2 separate regions of the Mus musculus genome follow, and region 1 is linked to region 2. The links are chromatin contacts, called in public HiChIP or PLAC-seq maps. All regions are on one chromosome and are shown on one strand. Each heading gives the region's core, a stretch centred on a gene start, on an enhancer-like site or on the middle of the called end of the contact. The rest is flanking DNA. Distances are from core to core; before and after follow the strand shown.

Region 1 (7,095 bases), core at 1,676-4,175, 80 kb after region 2:
TCTAGAGCCTGGGTTTATCACATATGGCCTTTATTATATTTACGTGTGCTCCAACTATCCATAACTTCTCTATGAGTTTGATCATAGAGATAAAGGGATGCTGGATTTTGTCCAAGGCTTTCTGACAAATCATCTATTGAGATTATCATGTGATTTCTCATTTTTTAGTCTATCTACATTATAAATTACACTTATTGATTTGTGGGTATTAAGCATTGAAGGAATAAAGCCACTTTGGTCATGATGAATCCTTTTGATGTGATTTTAATTAGCTTTGCAAGTATTTCACTGAGAGTTTTCACATCTATGTTCATCAGAACGATTGGTCCACAATTTTCCTTTTTTGTAGTGCCTCTTTTGGTGTGGGTATCAGGGTAATACTGGCTTATTAAAAAGCATTTGGAGACCCTCTGCATTTTCTAGTTTATGGATTATGAGTGTGAGCTCTTCTTTGAAGTTCTGGTGGAATTCTTGCATGAGTCCATCTAGCCCTGGGATTTTTGAATTGGGAAGTATTTTTATTAATGTTTCAGTCTCATTGCTGGTTATATATGTTTATAAATTATTTATTTCACCTTGGTTTAATTTTGATATGCCATAAGCATTTAGAAACTGGCTGTTTCTTTTACGTTTTCCAATTGAGTGGAATATATGTTTATAAGGAAAGTCCTTATGATTTTCTGAATTTTGTTACTATCTATTGTGATGTCTCCCTTTTCATAACTGATGTTACTAATTTAGGTCTTCTCTTTCCTCCTTTTTGTTAATTTGTCTAAGGGTTTTTCAATTTTGTTTATCTTTTCAAAGAACTAATTCATTTCACTACTTACTTTGTATTTTTTTTCATTTCATTTTACTAATTTCTGCCCTGATTTTGATTACTTCTTACCACATAGTCTTTGTGGGTTGGCCTGTTCTTGTTTCTCAGACTTTACAGTGCATTAATTTATTTATTTGAGGTCTTCCAATTTTTTATATAGGCACTTAGCATTATAGAGTTTTTTCTTAGGTCTAACTTCATAATTCAACTTTGATATATCGTGTGCTCATTTTCATTCAGTTCTAGAATTTTTTTAAAAATTTCCTTCTTAAGTTCTTCAATTCTTCATCATTCAATAGTGAGTTGCTTGATCTCCAGGAGACTGTGGACTTCCTATAGATTCTAATGCTATTGATATCTGGCTTTGTTCCATGTGGTCTGATAGACTGCAGGATATCATTTCAAACTCCTTACACCTGTTGAAAGTTGTTTTGTATCCTAATATGTGATCAATTTTGGAGAATGTTCCATGTGCTACAGAGAAGAATGTGTATTCTTTGGTGTTGAAAGGGAGTATTCTATAGATGTAATACGCTTCATGATACCATTTAAATCCAGGGTTTCTCTGCTTGCTTCTGTAAGAGTTGTCTGTGCTGTAAGTGAGGGACTGAAGTCACCCAGTATCCTTGGGTTGGAGCTAACCCATGGCTGCAGGTCTAACAGTATTTCTTCCATTGAATTGGATGCACTTATATTGGATGTATTAATTTATATATGCTTTGAAATTATAATGTCATCTTGGTGCAGTTGTCCTTTTATGAGTATGAAGTGACCTTCTTTCTTTTCTTTTCTATCTATCTTGTCAGATATTAGAATGGCTACAATGGCTTGGTTCTTGGATCCATTTTTGGGGATGCCCTTTTTCATCCTTTGACCCTATGATGATGTCTGCCTTGGGTGGTGAAAAAGATGGATCTTGTTTTCTAAGCCAATCTACTAGTCTGTGTCTTTTTGTTAGGTGTTTGGACTCTGGAACCAGGGTAGGACCAGGCCTGACCCAGGGAAAGATCCAAAGGCACACATAGAATTCCACAAGTCTTCCCACGGGTTTCAGACGTTAGCAGAGGCCTGCACTAAGCAGGGTAATGCACACAAGTGCACACAGTTCTACAACATATGTCAGTGGAAGCTGTGGGTCCAAGATGGAGGCTGGATCTGACCCAGAATAAGGCCCACAGCCACTCAGGGAATCCACATCTCCTCGCACAAGCTTCGGACCCAGGCAGACTACCCATATTGACCAAAGGACAGAATATGACCCTCAGAAAAATATGAGGGATATACTATCAGTCTCCAAATAGCAATTCCATGGAGGAAAAGAATACCTCAACTTTATCTGAATTAGTTCTTAGAACATTGTAAATAAATCTATTGAAGAAAAAAAGGGAGTATTGAGATCACCGGTGTGTGCTATCAAGCTTGGTTTATGCAGTATTGGGAATCAAACCCATGACATCTTAAATTATAGACATACCAGGTTCCTATCATGAATGTCTTACATTAGTATGGCATGGATGTTAAAATGAGTTAGCAAATTAACTAATGAACAGATACTGAGAAGTTAGTGACCAAAAAAATTAAAATTTAAAAAATTAAAAAAAGAAAGGAAGGGAATTTAATTTTTGAAGAAAAATGTAAAAAAAAAATAAAATAAAAACAGGAAGTCTTTAATCTTATGCTAGACCCCATTAATAACTCAGCTACTCCTTTGTTTCACATTTAATAGCTAACTTTTCTCCAATTTTCTCTCCCTCTCTTCTGATAATGGCTCCACTATCTCCCTGGGCTTAAAAGCATAGATCCTCTCCCCATTAATGCTTTGTCTCTGACAGCTGTGAGGTGCTATCAATCCCATTCGTGTCTGGCAGTTGTGTCTTCCTATTCATCCCCATTATTCTTGCTTAGGCTCCTCCTCCTTGCTAACTCGTCTGCACCGGTCTTTCCTTCCCACGGCACCTCTGTTGTCCATCTATCTTGCTCAACTATGCCAGAGGAATTTTGCCAAGCCAAAAGTCTTCCCCTCAAAGCTCCCCAGTCCCTGTGGAGCACTCCACTACCCTGAAAGCCACTGACTCCCGGCCCTGCCAGCCTCGGGAGGGAGCACACTGCCTAGGCTTCTTGAGAGCTATGACTGTTTTCCTCCTTGACCCTTGACACAAGAGCATCCTCCAGTCTCCATCGACACATTCCTTGTTAAATGCTCCATGCTCCCCGAGCTCAGAAACCCATGCTTGGCCACTCTGTCTCTGCTTCCCTGATGCATTCATTCCTGCACACTGTAAAGTTTCAGAAGTAAGTTGTCACAGAAAGCCTCAGTGTTGCCCCAAGCTCACATCTCAGTCTCTCCGGGGTGAACTAAATGCTCACAGAGCTTTCCACTCTGTGTTCATTTTTGTAGGGCACCCGTCATCTCCCATGCTCTTCCATTGTGTTTTGAGACAATAACACAGATAGGAGAGTTACACTAAGCATAAACAGACTCCTGTAATCTAGCCCCAGATAGCATAGAAGAGCTACACTAATCCAGCTAACGTGCACTCCTTTTAACGTTCATGTAAATCCGCTTCTCATTTGAAAATTTAACAACTTTCATCTTAGTAAACATCTCCCCCCTTGATCTATACAAAAATAATAAGGGATTTAGCTCATCCAGACTTTACTTAGTCCCACACAGACATTTTATGCCTCCTTTTGAAATCTTACTCCTGCTGTGGCACATTAATTCTGATACGGATTGCAAACGCTGCGGACAGCCCCACTGATTGGCTCCAGTTGCTCACGTTAGTTGCCTTCAGAGAGCACTGTAACCTTCTAGCTAAGCATGTCTGTATTTCTCTAGTTCTGCAGGTTAGGACAGTTTCACTATCTGTGTTTTATACCAGCAACCCTATCAACTGTTTTGTAAGGTGTATTTTCCTTTATTTACTTTTATCATATGTTTATGGGTGCTTTACCTACATGTGTGTATACACACCACATGTGTGTTTGGTGTTCATGGAGACCAAGGAGGGGGCATCAGAGACCCTGGAAGAGGAGTTACAGAAGGTTGTGAGACACAATGTGAGCGATGAGAACTGAACTCAGGCCCTTTGCAAGAGCAGCAAGTGGCCTTAAGCCACGGAGCCACCTCTCCAGCCCTAAGAACTACCCTCTTTAATTCGTTATGTGTCCAACTGGCATCCTGCTGACTCAACTGGAATGAGTATGGATGACCTGTCCCGTATAATAACTTCTGGAAGAGTTTTCCACAAAATCCAGCAGTGACAAATGTCTAGGCTGTGGCTCTGCCCTGTGATGGAGGTTGTGTTTTTATTGCCTGTGTTACGGATACAAACGCAGACTTCTCTCTGCTCACGTGAGTAAGCATTCTTCCTCTGCTTGTCCCCTCCACAGTACCGTCAGCTCTGCAAAAGCCCAGGGTAAATCTTCAGCTGGTCTGAGCTCCACTTTTGTCCTTGGTGCCTTTGTCTTAGTGAAAGTGGCTACATGAGTCCAAAAGCAAACCCTTCCTTGTTTCCTGAAAATGTCCAGGTTGCAATAAAAATCCAGGATGGGAGCCCACAGGTCTGAGCTTTGGGGGTTGGAGGTTATGTGACTTTTAAAAGTCAAATTCAGAAGTCTTTTACCAGGATTCATGTTCTTTATCTTCATTCAAAGCAACAACAAATGTTAGAGAGCTATAAGCTGTTTCCATACATATTATAAAGAATGGGTCCACTAAGCAAAATAGACGAGCTTCTAAATAAAGCTCAGGACCAGAACCCATGTCATCTTTCCAGAGATTATGGCTCCGCTGTCAACACACCACCAGGAGATACACCCACCCTCCCTGAGTCAGCTGAAGAGTCACTCAGAGACCTTGGAGTGTGAAGCTGCCTCACATACACCTCTCATTAAAAATAACTGTCAATTCCCTGTGTGCTCTGCCTGATTCTCGTGGGTATCTACAAGAAAGTAAAAACAAAAGCCTGAGCTTTCTTTCCCATAAACAGCACATGGGTGAGAAATTCTCTATGTGAGACCAAGGGAGCTCGGTTTCAGAATATCAAGACACTGAAAGCTACAGCCATGTTTGCTCAAATCAGTAAACAATTGTCCCGATTTTCTATGTCTCTCACAGTTATAAAATCTACACATGGTGCAGCTGGACCAGGAAAAGAAAGTATGCATCCATCCAAGACCATGTGGCTTCAAGAACAAAATTCGTGTCAGCCAATCAGCACTGTGGGCAGATCAAGTTGAGGATTATTTTTAGAGACGTCATCATGGTTCTTAAAGTATCCCAAATAAACTTGTGGATTTTAAGAAATAGAAAGGGTCAAAAGGCTGTTTTATACTATTTCAGTGCAAGGGGCTCATGAAAAGCATTGAATTTAAAATCACAACCTCAAATTCTATTCTGACTACAAGACTCATGCTAGTAGACTCTCCACATCTCCTGGGTTTTGCTTTTCTGAGCTAATTTAAACTGCTTGTGCATAGACACCTGCAAATGTCCACCACGCAAGTGGATAACAGATAGTATAGCTCATAAGGATACCATGGACAAAAATAAAAGACAAGCTATTGGGGATTAAAAAACACCATGTAAGGGACCCAAGATCTCAGAGTCCATCCATTGTATTCAAGGCCAGAGCAAGTGGAAATGAATCTTTATGGGACAAATTAAAGTCATCATTGTGTGCCTTGGTGTGGTTCAGCCCGTGCTTACGTGACAACCAAACCCCATCAGGGATACGAGATGAGCAAGAGAAGGAAGCCAAGCTTAAGAAGACAGATGCTCAAATATACTGACCTAATGCAGTCAGCATCTGGGTCAACTGCAGAGATTCCTTCCCATCATGTCCCCAAATACCCCTAAGAATGGAAGGTATTATCAGAGCATCACTGGGCTTCTCTTAGAATCCACATGTAGGAGCGTTTAAAAATCTCATTCATAGCACTGACCTTGAAGCAAATGCCATGGTTCTGAAAAACTCATCTAAAGCCTACTAAGGGGAAAATGCTGGGAAAACACGGCTAAACTGGGGAGGCGTGGTAGCACTCAGGGATACTTGCCAGGAAAATCAGAAGTGGGTTCTCCTGGCAGTAACGGAGGGACTCACAATTAGTACTCTGATTCAAAGATGGATATTGATTTCTCTGCAGAAGGCTTAATAAACATGAAAGTCACATGATTTTCTATATGAGACTGTAGTTTTAACTTCATTTTGTTTTGGCCAAGGACAACTAAGGCCCTTGAGCAACTAAAATCACAATGCTTGAATTACACGATGAACAGCAGATTTACAATCCCAGGCCACCAATAATGCCAGATCATAACTATACAATGGACTTTTGCCTTTCACTGCCAGCTTTTTGAAAAGCTGTCACACATAATTTGGAATACTTGAAGTAAAACACAAATCTATCTGTCCCATTGTTTTTCTACACAAACAAAATAAAGAAAGAAAAATAATGATCTTTGCTTTCTAAATTAAATACTCCAGAAAAATACATTTTCCCTCCTTAAAGAGTATGATTCTTCAAATGCATACCTGTCCTGTTCTCTGACCTCTGTACAATCAGCTTACTGGGCAAGAAACTACAGAACAAGGAGGCCAAGCCTTGAGATTTAACAAACTGCCTTGCACACAAGAATTCATCTGCTTATCAACGCAGAACAACATTGCCTGGCTCTCACCCTCCACAGCATCTTTCCTCAAAGGATGTGTGTCTGATCACACAGGCCATCTGACCATAAGAACCAGGGAGAACAATCCTCTCCAAATGAGAAAGAAGTACATCTGGCTGGAATTGTCCATGGGACTCGCCCAGGGTGCCAGAGTCACTCAGCAAGAAGAACCATGCCTTCTTGGTAGATTGTTTCCAGGGAAACACTGTAAACACTGAGCCACCTGAATCAAACTGGGGTGGTTGTTCTTGGGATATTGTACAGGTTTCCTAGGTTACAAGGCCCTTGATGGCCTAGTACGGTATATAAGAGAAAAAGCTACATCATAGAAGCTAAATAAACAAATACAGGAACATTAAGTAGACAGCAGCCAGTCGGAGGCATAGCCTTGGGATACTCTAGAACAATAGCAGCTATTCACCATGAGTGACAGTGCTGATGTGCCTCACAATGGCCAGGAGCTTCTTCTGTCTTGTACCCACAGCCCCTGAAATTTGAGAGCCACGGTCTACTTAGACCTACAGTAGGTCTAAGGATCTAGTGTTTGAATCCCACTATTATATCCTGCAACCAGCTGTTTTCTTCATAGCTTAGGAGTTAG
Region 2 (7,235 bases), core at 3,609-6,108:
AATAGCCGCGTTTTGGATAGTTTAGGGAGTATAAACTCATCACAAAGGCTTCAGGATGGAACAGAGGACAGATACTTAAGGCAACATCTCTGGGATGAAGGCTAAAAATTGTCTATCACAGCTAGCTCGCCTCAAAGGATGTCTAAATAAATCAGACCCACCAGGGAGCCCATGGTATAAGACCTACATCAATAGCAATCTTTTGAGCATCGTGCCCATACGGAATAAGAAGTCTCCCTCTAACTGGGGCAAAGGACCCTCTGAAGAATAAAACTTTGGGTCATTTTACAGCAATGCCCCTCTAGGGATTAGAATGGGGGTTGCATCGAGGTGATATCCTCATCTGATTATAAAACCCTCTTCTGACTGTTCATCATGGAGACCACAGCTGCCCCCAAGGTAATGAACAAGGCCCAAGCACAGTCTCAGAGGCAGCTCTGCCTCTGATGAAAGACCAGAGCGTGGAAAATCAATTAACAGAGTTAATATATGCAAAGCACTTTGAACCCTGAATCAAAATTAGCTATTATATCAATAAAAATAATAGCTCCCACTTATTGAGTGCCTACTACGTATCAGGCAGCAGGTTAAGGATGTGTGCTCTCTAATTTAATCCTAGCAGCAGGCCCTACAGGGCAGTGATAATTCCCACATTTTACAGACGAAGATCAGGACATGCAAACCCCGTTAGTTGCTGCCTCGCTTGCAGGCTTCTGCTAATGAAAAGCCAGTTTTGCTTTGCTTTTTTTTTTTTTTTTTTTAAATAAAGCACTGTAGTCCATACTAAGCAGCAAATTCAGTCTGGTGCTTTTATGTGCTTACCCAAATTAGATAAAGATAAAAATCCAAAAAGCAGTTCATACATGCATACATTTCCTGAAACATTTCCTGTGTTGTGTACACACACTACAACACTGGGCTTTCTATGTCACATGATTTTGTGACCATCTGTCCCCTGCTGAGAGGAGTCTGTGACTCACAGATTCATCCCACAGCAAGTTCACAGACACATGTACTCCTGAGTCCCCCGCAGGGTTGTTCCTAACCAAGTCTGTCTAATGGGCATCCAACAAACAAAGGGGACCTGCTTCCACTAGGGGGCGCCCTGTGAGCTAACTGGACCACAGAACTCCCAGAGTCTCACTCTGCTGTTAACTGTATCCTGCAAGACTCAATGTGTGATCACCCCCTGCCGGATGTCTGTCTCCCAGAACAATGCTTCTTGGGAGGACACCGAAAAGACTCCATGGGTGATGTGTGGGCTGCTCCACATTCCCCACCTCACAAGGCATGGGACACAACACATTCCATCTCCGCACAACAGTCTTCTGACCCCACCTGACTGGGAAATGATGGGAAAGCATTCAGGAGGCAGCCGGGAGCCCTGCCGTCTCGGCAGCACCCATGAACCTCCAGGACTAAATAATGTCTCAGCCACGCCTATCCTCAGATTCATCTTTATCTAGGGCGGGGGCTTTCTCCTTGGAGAAAACCGCTTCCTGTTTCAAAAATACACCCACCATTGCCCAGAGAGCCTGCTGGCTTTCATGTCTGCAGTGCCTGGCTTTACTCCGGAGGAGCTCCATGCTAGGAAGGCAGTGGTGATCACTGCACAGCAGTGTCTGCGGTTCTACCACTGACTGTAGACACAGATTCCCTCCTCGGGGTGTGCTGAAATGGGAGTGAAGTGTCCCCCACAGGCATGTGTTTCAATACTTTGTCTCCAGTAGGTGGCACTGTTTGGGGATGTTACAGAAACTCTAGGAGACGCAGCCTTGCTAGAGGATGTGTGTCACTGGGGTGTACTTTAAAGGTTTGTAACCTCCAACCACGTCCTATTCTCTTTCCCTCTGACTCCTGTGTGCAGACAAAAAGCAGCTCCCCAGCTTCCAGCTCCTGCTAGCTCGCCTTTCCTGCCATTATAGACTCACTCTGGAACAGTGAGCCAAACATGCTTTTCTTTCTTAAGTTGCCTCTGGTCATGGTATGTGATCACAGGAACAGAAAAACAATGAGCACTATGCTTTTATTCTATTTCATTCATTCAGGTATATGGCCCAGAAGGTGTTCAGCCATTCCAAACAGAGTTAGCCAATCAGGATTTCTCAAACTTCCTCCAAAGAGGGGACCTCACAGAGAAGCTGGCTGGCTCTGAAAATTGTTCTGTCTTGACCATTTCAAGAGCAGTGATGAGGCCCTGCCCACCTAGCTTCTTTTTTTTCCCTCACATTAAAGCAAGTATGCATGATCCTTGTTAAGGACTGAATGTCCCCGTCCTTCGACCTCATATCTTTATGGAAGAAACCTGACCCGCAGCATGACAGTATTTGGAGGGAAAGCCTTTGAAAGGTTACTGGTTTTAGATGAGGTTACATAGACCATGTTGTATGGTTACTAATCTTGCAAGAAAAGGAAGAAATGTCAGAGTCATTCAGCCCCTCTCTCTCCCCCCCCCACGCTCCCCCCCTTCGTGAGGAGCTGACCACCATCATTTGCAGGTTAGGGAGAGGGCCTCACGGAGGGCTGAATGTATAGTACCTTGACTTTCCCCTCCAAAACTGAAGAAAGAAACCTCTGCTGTTTAAGCTACCACATCTATGGTGCTTTGTTAAAGAAGTTTGAGCCAAGCAAGTGTGCAGCCTGTGTTGTTCTGGTCACCTGCCCTGCTAGTCTGTGTGTGAGCTCTGTGAAGGGACAGAGGACCTCAGCTCCCTACCTTATGCCTGGCACCCAGCACAGGGTTTAGGATGTAAGAAACACTAGAAATATGTATTGGATTGAAGGATATGGGGATGGGTGAGTGGGTGAATATGATCAGGCACAAAGATTAAGATTTTGAAGACCATTCAGCACTGGAGGGAAGGGTTACAGTATAATACATAAAAATGTGGGGAGTAAGATTACATTAAAATTTTGATTCCAATTATGTAAACATGTGTGCACACTTAGGATCTGGAAGGAATTGAGCTGGGGATGCCAATAGCGATTGTCTCGGGTGCTAAGATCTGGACTGACTGCTACAGTTCTCTTCCTTTTGATGTTCCAAAAATTGTATGTATTGCATATATAATCCAAAAATAAGGTTACACTCCTATAAAGGAAGTTAGTTAGGAAAAATATGCCTCCCCTTTTTTTAATCTTCAAAAGCGGGGCAGATTGAACCAGGAAAGTAGCCGGGACTATGAGGAACCCAGGGTCCCTGAACGCAGAGCTCCTATCTCCACATCTATGCTCTCTGTCACATCTACGCAAGCAGGAAGAAAACTCACAGGCGGATTGTTTTCCCTTCTTCTGGATGACATTACAGCAAATGTCACTTCCAGCTGTGGCTTTTCAGATGTGGAAGAGAGGCAGGTCCCATCCCAAAAGTCAGAGCTGAAACTTGGAGGTACCATCAGACTAGAAGCGAAGGGCTAAGAAGAAATCCCACCCAGTCCTTCAGGCCCTTGGGAATCCCAGGGGCGGTCACCAGGTGTTACAGCTGAAATGTCCCCCAGAGGTTTGTGTTAAGAACACTCAGTCCAGCTTCTGGTACTATTTTGAAGGTCGAGGTGCCTTTATGAGGTAAGACCTGGCTGGCAGAGAAGGGTCTTAAGGATATACCTGTTTCTGTGCCTTCTGTTCCTGGTCCAGCGGCCATGTGACATCCACCTCCTGCTACTTACTGAAGCACTCCCAACTCCAACGCCTCTTCCACAGTGGCCTGCAACGCCCTGAAACTGTGAGCCCAAATAAGCCTTCATCCCTCGAGGGACAAGAGTTACTCACATACCAGCTAATTGAAAAGTCCCTCCCAAGACTCAAAGCCCAGAAGGTCATGGCTTCTGGGCTGACTCTCCAGTGAAGCACAAGGGTGGAAGTGATAGGTAGTGACAGTAATTGTGATGTCTGCTGCACTTGCTATCTGCTCAGGGCTGAACACAGCAGGTGGCAACCTTTTGCTGTAAAAGGACAGGAAGTAAATATTCTTGGCTTTGCGAGCCATCTGCTCTCTGTCATAACTAAAATGTGCCATCAGAGTACAAATGCAGCCACTGACAAGGGGAAAAGATGAGCACGCGGTATTCAAAGACTACTAGACACACAAAGGCAGCCAGTGGGTCAGATCTGGCCCAGGGACCAGTTAGCCAGCCGCTGGCTTAGCACGAGCAGTGACTGGCATAATCTCTCATTCTGGCAGCCCTTGAGTCTGGCTGCAGAAAGTCAAGGAGACAGCCCCATGCCAAGGACCCTTCGTCTGAAAGTAGTAAGGTTTGATTCAAGTCCAGGTCTGTTTGACTCAAAGCAGCTCTGTGGGGGGGGGGTTCCCACAGGCCAAGAAACTCCCCCTCCCCATCAGATGGACACACATTGAGCATGTCCATGAACCACCATCAGGCTTGGGATAGACTGCAATGAACAGCAGCCAGATTTGCCCTCCAGCGGCCACGGTGCCCCAGAGGCATATGCCCCAAGCTGCATATTCCTCTCCATGAAAGCCCACAGCACAGGCATACACCATCCGCACTGACCTCTTTACAAAGGGATTGAAAGCTCTGCACAAAGATATTGCTAGGAAGTGAGCATATTCAGAGCCTCTGTAAATACTGATTTACACATTCCCAGTCCCGAGAACAGAAGCCAAGGGATAAACTGTGGCATGCAAAGCCCCTACTAGAAACAAGTTATTCTAAGTTCCAGTTTAGGGGCACCTGGGGTGAAATCCTGCCTCTGCCAGGCTCTGAGTAAATGACCAACCTTCTCCATGCCTCACACCCATGCCTGTATACCAAAGGTATTGTTTCCCCGGGGCTGGTAGAACGCAATGAGGGTGGAGCAGGGAATGGGGGCGGAGCAGGGAATGTATTTGTTAAGCTCACTGCCTTATATCTAAAGCAGCAGACAGCGTGGGCGCCAAGAAATGGGCAGAGAAGTAAGTAACTACAAGTAGAGGCGTTCTGAAATTACCCAAGACAGCAGAAAAATAGACTCGTATTACAATCGGCAATCGCTGGAAGTACAGCACAGCTGTCTCGCTGAGCCGAGGAGAGCCTGAAGATACATCTTTAGAAAGAGGAGGGTCTTATTCTGCTAGACGCAGGTATTGATGGCAGTGCAGAAGGCTGGGGAGGTGTGGGGATCGCAACACAAACAACCTAGGACGTCTGGTCCCCAGCAACTCCACCTCCAATCCCCCAGCCTCTAGCCCCAGAGGCCCGTTTATTTCCCCAAGTAGCTTCACTTCAACTTCTGACTGTAAATAAACTGATTGTATTTACTCCAAAGGAGTAAATACCCCAGCCCACCCTTGCACCTGTTCCTCTCCACAGGCCTTCCAGGGGCATCGATGGCTAATTAGAGGAACACTGCAATTAAACGCCAGGATTTGCAGGCAGTTTTCCCTAAGGTCCAAACACCACCTGCACACCTGTGGCTGCTTCCCTGCCTTCAAAGCTAAAGCAATGGCCTGGAGAAGAGAATCGGCATACCAGGCACCTATGGCATTGGCATCGAGGGGCTACTTTCATCTTCACACCGATGCTGAGAGGTGGGTGTCTCCATCTTCATTTTCAAGCATGACTTTAGCTCAGAGACATTATGAGTTCTCTGAAATTAGGAACAACTTCTACACATGAGTCGGCCCCTAGTATTTTCCACTAGGTTTGAGACAGGCAGATGCTCACTTCTGCCTACGGAATGAAAATGAATGAGTGAATGAATGAATGAATGAATGAATATGAACAAACAAATAATCACCCACATTCCTGGACATTTCAGGACATGTAAACACTAAGTCCTAGAATTCATCATATGCCTTAATTATACACATATAACACACAACACCTCCTGACACACACACACACAAGGGTGGAAGGGAGAGAATTTAGCACCCACAGTAAAACTTGAAGAGCAAGATTACAAACCACCACTCACTCCATCTGCCGTAGCGTCACCCAACCTTTCATTAAAATATATCAACTGGCTTCTTGCTGAACCAAATCCATCTCAGTCTAGATGATAACACGAGTGACCTGTCATTTGCTGCCCAAGTGACCTGCAGGACAGAGCCCTCACAAAGTCAAAGGAAAAAGCAGTCACTCTGGAAGATGTTACAGGCCCAGAGATACCCCTTCCTAAAGACAATGAACAAAGCATCCACTCTCTACCAAAGCTGACAGAGTCGATTATAAACCGACCAAATCTGAGCCTTCCCCTCCAGATGCCTCTGCTATTGAGCTGTGTTTAACACCAAATGCTCAGGTGCTAGAGTATGGAGTGTTAGCCACACCTGCGAGCAGGCAGAATTTAAGACACAAAGCATGGCCCCAGTGCATGGTTCCAAAGCATGGCTCTAGCACCCACTGCTACTTGTACAGCCTCATGTCTTTTTGTCTGTAACGGGGCTAGTACAAGGTACCCTTCAGATGAGGGAGCTAGAGGCATGCAAAGTGCTCTCTGGGCTGCTGTGGGAACCCTGCTGTCCTCTGTCAGCAAGCCTGACAGGGAGGAGAACTCTGCAAAGAAGAAGCCTGCCCAAGCACCCAGCAGGGGTCATGTCATTCTCTGAGGAGATGAGCATGCCCAAGCATGTGGATCAAGTGAAGAGAGCATCTGCTTCCTATAGCTTCATACAGCTTCATACAGCTTCACACAGCTTCATACAGCTTCACACAGCTTCACACAGCTTCACACAGCTTCACACAGCTCCACACAGCTTCATACAGCTCCACACAGCTTCACACAGCTTCACACAGCTCCACACAGCTTCACACAGCTTCACACAGCTTCACACAGCTTCACACAGCTTCACAAGCTTCACACAGCTTCACACAGCTTCACACAGCTTCACACAGCTTCACACAGCTCCACACAGCTCCACACAGCTTCACACAGCTTCACACAGCTCCACACAGCTCCACACAGCTTCACACAGCTTCACACAGCTCCACACAGCTTCACACAGCTTCACACAGCTCCACACAGCTCCACACAGCTCCACACAGCTTCACACAGCTTCACACAGCTTCACACAGCTCCACACAGCTCCACACAGCTCCACACAGCTTCACACAGCTTCACACAACTCCACACAGCTTCACACAGCTCCACACAGCTCCACACAGCTCCACACAGCTTCACACAGCTTCACACAGCTTCACACAGCTTCACACAGCTTCACACAGCTTCACACAGCTTCATACAGCTTCACACAGCTTCACACAGCTTCATACAGCTCCACACAGCTTCATACAGCT

The links. HiChIP or PLAC-seq counts read pairs in DNA pulled down with a chosen protein or histone mark.
Region 1: an H3K27ac HiChIP or PLAC-seq map of extraembryonic endoderm stem cells shows a contact between it and region 2. The contact joins two enhancer-like sites. A contact is called at or near these places in 6 of 484 Hi-C or Micro-C datasets (the N1E-115 cell line, cerebral cortex, embryonic fibroblasts and 3 more) and 3 of 115 datasets of contacts at active chromatin or transcription factors (embryonic stem cells, extraembryonic endoderm stem cells and neural progenitor cells).

The regions. Positions count from the first base shown.
Region 1 is chr13:57,860,561-57,867,655 of GRCm38.p6, forward strand. The region is part of intron 2 of Spock1 (sparc/osteonectin, cwcv and kazal-like domains proteoglycan 1); the gene reads right to left. Among named protein-coding and RNA genes, the nearest start is that of Spock1, 44 kb to the right of the region's middle. Within about 2 kb of position 2,926, at least 4 of the 459 cell types and tissues checked have an H3K27ac peak or open chromatin away from gene starts, as enhancers often do. A contact at or near this core is called in extraembryonic endoderm stem cells, where this site is marked.
Region 2 is chr13:57,778,298-57,785,532 of GRCm38.p6, forward strand. The region is part of intron 2 of Spock1 (sparc/osteonectin, cwcv and kazal-like domains proteoglycan 1); the gene reads right to left. Among named protein-coding and RNA genes, the nearest start is that of Spock1, 130 kb to the right of the region's middle. Within about 2 kb of position 4,859, at least 17 of the 459 cell types and tissues checked have an H3K27ac peak or open chromatin away from gene starts, as enhancers often do. A contact at or near this core is called in extraembryonic endoderm stem cells, where this site is marked.